2 separate regions of the Mus musculus genome follow, and region 2 is linked to region 1. Evidence: chromatin contacts called from public Hi-C data. All regions are on one chromosome and are shown on one strand. The core of a region is the stretch at or near the end of the contact, and the rest is flanking DNA. Distances in the headings are between cores, read along the strand shown. Region 1 has its middle 31 kb from the start of Prl. Region 2 overlaps Cdkal1 (CDK5 regulatory subunit associated protein 1-like 1).

Region 1 (2,700 bases), core at 18-2,517:
TTTCCTCCCTTTTACACTGACACATATCATAAATCCAAATTAGTCTAAACTTTCCTCGGTCTTATTCTTTCATTGATTCTCATTTAAGTTTAGAAATAGGAGCTTCGGTCATGGTTACTTGCTCTGTCCTCGATCCAGCTCACCCTTTTCCATTACACTGCCTGTCTCTGCAGAGTGTGTCCTGTGGACCATATCAGTATAACCTATCCTTGCCTTATCCACTACATGTTGTCATTAGAAAGCCCTGGAAAGAAACAGATCAGTAAAATTAAAAAAATATGATGTCAGTGAATTCATTCCCTGAAACTTGCACATTCAATGGTGTCCTCCTAACACAAAGCACTACTCCTTCATAGTGATTTTAGGGAGAGTCTCTGTATTCAAATTCTAGTCATTCTATCTTCCCCTCCTCTCTTTGAACCTAAGGGAGTGCAGTTCATTCACTGCTACCCAATCCCTACTATTTTATTAATAATCTTTCTTTGTACTATTAAATCCCATCGTGTCATCCACTTTCTGTTTGAACTTCACCACACCCTTAACTGAGAGGAGAGACTCAGTCGCGACACATCCCAGGTCAGAATGGACTGTCAGCATACCCTGTGGGGACAATGTCTTGACTATTAATTGATGTAGGAAGGCTTAGCTTATTGTGCCTGACACTCTTCCCCGGCAGGTACTACTGGGCTTTATAAGAAATAATAAACCTCAGAGACAGCCACCAAACAGTATTCCCTATTGTGTTGTCTTCAAGTTCCTCTTAAGTTCCTGCTCTGACTTCTGATAGGAAAGAGGTAGAAGTATAATGATCTGAAAGTATACTCCAAAGAAACATTTTCTTCCATCTCCTCAGCTGCCTTTGGTCAAGGTATTTTATAAAAGAAAGTAGTCAAGATCAGATTCTTAAACCATATAATCTAGTTTTATAAATTGAGGGTTTGGTGTCATGGACAAGGGCCAACTGCTCCCTATGCTGTCAGTGAAAAAGGAATTAAAATACAGTAGAATTCCTAGTTGCTGGCAAAGCAAAGCCTTCTGGTATTAAGTAAACGGATGAGATGATGAAGATATTAGTTGCAGATCTTCAAGGAAACCTTTGAGATGTTCATGGGAGTCAACTTTGAACTTTTGTAGGTACAGGAGCTCAATATTTGTAATCAGAAATATATCTTCTGTCCATGTTGACTTTCTTTTCAGTCATGCTGTACACACGTGGCTGAAAATGTAACCACTAGAAGCTTGGAGTTCCCTCCTCCTAGTAACTATATTCAAAATGCCATAGGGTTTTACAGTATTAGTCATGTACCAGTCTGTGAGCAGCTACAGCTAGTTCTATATTTGATCTTTAGAAGAAGCTTTCCTCATGCAGCTCAAGTAGGCCTTGAATTCAACTTGTTATTTGGATAATGGTGACTGCTGATTTCTGGGTTTCTCAATCAGCACCAACATACCTTGCCTACACATAGTTGGTCAAGCTTAAAATTGTTGGCCATCCTTAAGGTAGGATATCAGGAGCCTTACTACCACAAATACATAGATTTGAGTTGAAGATAAATTATTCTTAAAAGAAAAAAAAAAAAGAACTTCCCTCAGAAAACAGAACTAACAGAATGTTCCATAGGGAGAAGCAATAGATATCTAGTATAGAAGCAAGTATGGATTCGGTTATTAAACTAATTTATATTCCACATACACCACCATCCCCCAAAAAACACTGGGCTAATTCAATCTTTGTTTAATGGGAAGAAAAGAAGAAAATATCAAACTAGATACATCACTGGCAGGTGTGCATACAGAATTTGCAGATCTCAGAGTGTTTCCTGTGCCCTGTCTCACAGATCAGGCGCTCTGCATTGAGAGTTCCAAATTACTTAGTCAGAGCTTGTGAATCAGACAAATTTTGTGAACTCCAAGATTGTAAAAATCACTTTGAGAACATGCATTGTGTGCCTATGTTGTTAATAAGATGAAGTATAAAAAGTACACTGGAAACATTTAGAAATCTCTGTGGAAATTTAGCCAGAGACCTACCAAGATATATTTCTGGGCCAAAGGCCAAAGTTTCTCAATTGGTCATGTGTTCTGCTCTTGAATCTACATTTTACCCAGGACCTTGGGGTCATTTTAATACTAAAAATAAAGCTTCCAACCCTCTTTGAAAACAACTTGACTAAGAGTTTAAACATAATATAATAAAATAAAATCCTGGTTGTATACACTCACTGATTCAGACATGGATGACTAGTACAAAAGTCATATACTAGGGATCATGAAATTGGAGATAGTTCTGACACATTAGTGGGTTTTCTGTGCTGAAATTCTGAAGACAAATAAAAAATAAAAAAAAACAAAACAAGAAACAACAACAACAAAAACAAAACAAAACAAAATCAAACAAAAACAAAACAAAACAAAACAAAAACCCACCAGAAAAGTCCCTTGCATTCATGGTAAAGAGATTCATGCAAAGGATGCCAGAACACTCTGTGCCTCTTAGTATGTTAATATGAAATTTTAAAATGATTCTTAACGTTAGGAAAAAATTCAAACTTGGAAACTGAGCAGAATTTCTTTGTTTTTTTTTCTTGAAAACTGTATTGAATTTCTGGTTTATATTTGTGTGTTTGCATGTGTGTATTGTATGTATGTGTGTGCACATGTATACCTTCCTGTATTTGGTATATGCTTGTTTTTGTGTTT
Region 2 (2,700 bases), core at 13-2,512, 2.8 Mb after region 1:
TTCATCAGTATCTTCGGAGAAGTCAGAGAAATAAATTGTTGGACGCCAACCTGGCTTCTGCCAACACAGTTAAGTGCTAGTGAGCTAACCTGCACAGACTCAGACTTCCTTCTAGACCTTGAATACACGAAAGAAACGTGTTCTCAGTTTGAAGACCTTAGCCTATTTCTCAATTAACTGGTATTTTATTCCTTTCATTTGTATTAACTCCATTCAAATTAATTTTCCCATTTGCAACATAATAAATTTCAATTCTCCAGAATAAGGGTAAAATGTTCAAAATAGGAGGCCTGACTTATACCAAAGATGATTTTCCCCCCAAAATAAAATTACTTCTGATCTTCATTATCCACAACTGTATGAATAACTACCCAGTTCCCATGCTTTTTTTTAAAGTTGCTTTTCAATGTCAAGAATAAATCTTTTTCCTGTTTTATATATACTAGACCTAAACTTAAACAGCTAAGCCTTTCATCTTCTCACTTTAAAAAGCACCTAATTAGTTTACCACTACCAGATAATCCACTTCATTTTAAAAACATTAAAGCAAATATAAGCCACTGTCTTTATAGACCATTTATGCACACGAAAAGTCATCAATCCATTTTGTACATAAGAGCAGACAGAGTCTGTAAATTTGTAATTAATCATTCCACATTGCTTCATTTCCTCATTATCTACCCACTGACCAGATAAGCAAGCAAGAGAGAAGGGCAGGTGGACAGAGAGAAGGGAAATAGAAGTCTTCTTGCAAGGGTGAGGGCAGATCTGTCTCCTTGGTTGAATACACAGCATAACAGGCCTGTGATGCACATATATCTAGTGAATAAATGAATCTATAAAGAGTCTGAGCACACTGGACGTCATGTGTTCATCTTATTTATGAATAACTTGTGGTTTGGGAAGATAAGATGGTGTCACTAAGGCCACAGGGTAAGTTGGCCATTCCTGCACAATCTAACACTATGTTTGTGCATTTCCCCCCTCTCACCTACATACGTATTTAAGTTCAATATATCACTCTTTCTAGAACTTGAGCCACATAAAAACAGCTGTGGCTGAAGAATGTATTTGGTGGTTAGTTTTACATTCAGAAAGAAAAAAAAAAATGTCCACACTGAAAACCATCAGGAGGATTAAAACATCAGAGTCCCAAGCCAAACAATCTGGTGGCTGGCGGTAAACACTCATTACTGTGACACACAGGGATTGATCAGGTGGTCCATGACTGTACCAATAATAAAACCTAACTCACTAGAAATGTTCCTGACCAGAGCAAAAGCATTTGCTTGGCCGGTACAGAAGGAATGACAAGTCTGAAAGAAATGCCCAACACTGGCCAGACGCCACAAGGAGTAAGTACAGAAGATGAAAAGAAGCAACAGAGAAAAGTAACGAAGAACTATGTGCCTTTTTACTGAGTCACTGTGAGCATGAAGTCTAGCCTTACACAGCCCATGAATCACAACATCTGAAAAGGACTACAAAGCCATTTTACTTGTTTGTTCAAAGAAAGGGTCTCAAAAACTTAAGAGCTAACTACAAACTACAAACACGCTAAACTGCATTTGCTCAGGCATTATACCAAGTCATTCCTTGTCCTGTACCTAACAACAAACAAGAAGAGCACAAAAAGAAGAAGAAAACACTTATATAACAAGCTCTGTTTGCTCCCCATTAAATGGCATGAATATTAATATAAGCCATTAAAATCCTAATCAAGTGCTTATTGTAAGGAAAAGTATGGTCTGTGCTGGGAACACAAAAGAAGAAGACTGGCCCTTACTCGGGCTCGTCCTAGTAAGAAGCAAAGCATAAACAAGGGCAGTGTGGTCTAGGAGTGGGAAAGAGAGGATGGAGGCCACAGCGCTGCTAAGGAATGACCTGACTGGGGTCTGCGTGGGCCAGGGCAGGCGAGGGAAGAAGAAGATTCCAATAGAGCTTCACACTTGACAGTTCTAATCAAGTGCTTCACCTCAGGCAAAGTTACACACTGCGTGGGAAGAGCCATCACCGGGCCTCTCACTTCTGCCATAGTCAACATGATTCATTTGTGAGAATTAAAAACCTGAGAAAAGATGAGGAAGCTCACTGACTACCAACCATTTTTGGAACAAGACCCCCATATCCTCTGACACCTAATCCCACATTTCTCATCTGACTCACTGACTACCCAAAGAAGCCATCAGAGTTTGCCTCACTTCCTAATGCACACTCACCACAGACAAAGATACACAGGAGTGAAACACATACAACTAAAAGACATCTAAATACGTCCAAACCGATTAAATACGTGTCTGATTCAAATTTCATTAGTATTGCGAGTACATGTAAAGTACTGGAATTTAAAACATCATAGATGGGAAGTTTCTTCATTAAAGCATAATAGCTAATGCCTGGCAGTCATTTACTAGTCATTACAGCAACCATCCTCAACATGAAGAATCACAGGTCTAGAGAAGCCGGCGTCATTGTTATGACAGCATTCCCCAGGTTTTATCAGTGTCTAAATTTATCAGCATCCTTAAGAGTAATAGTTAATCAAAGGCTAGAGAAGAAACAGTTTTAAGACAGAACTAAAGTAGTTACTGTCCCTACCATATAAAAGGCTAAATATAAGGAGGAAATACCCTAAGTATATTTTCTATAATAAAGATAAAAATATTCTGTTGACAAAATAAAAAATTGTATATAAGGTCT

The links. A called contact is a pair of places that touch in the nucleus more often than the background predicts.
Region 2: a contact with region 1 is called in a Hi-C map of embryonic fibroblasts, with 3 times the contacts expected there. The contact joins two enhancer-like sites. A contact is called at or near these places in 2 of 484 Hi-C or Micro-C datasets (cranial neural crest and embryonic fibroblasts).

Annotation. Positions count from the first base shown.
Region 1 is chr13:27,025,559-27,028,258 of GRCm38.p6, forward strand. No RefSeq gene overlaps it. Among named protein-coding and RNA genes, the nearest start is that of Prl, 31 kb to the right of the region's middle. Within about 2 kb of position 1,268, at least 26 of the 459 cell types and tissues checked have an H3K27ac peak or open chromatin away from gene starts, as enhancers often do. A contact at or near this core is called in embryonic fibroblasts, where this site is marked.
Region 2 is chr13:29,829,994-29,832,693 of GRCm38.p6, forward strand. All of the region lies in intron 4 of Cdkal1 (CDK5 regulatory subunit associated protein 1-like 1), which reads right to left. Among named protein-coding and RNA genes, the nearest start is that of Cdkal1, 24 kb to the right of the region's middle. Within about 2 kb of position 1,263, at least 46 of the 459 cell types and tissues checked have an H3K27ac peak or open chromatin away from gene starts, as enhancers often do. A contact at or near this core is called in embryonic fibroblasts, where this site is marked.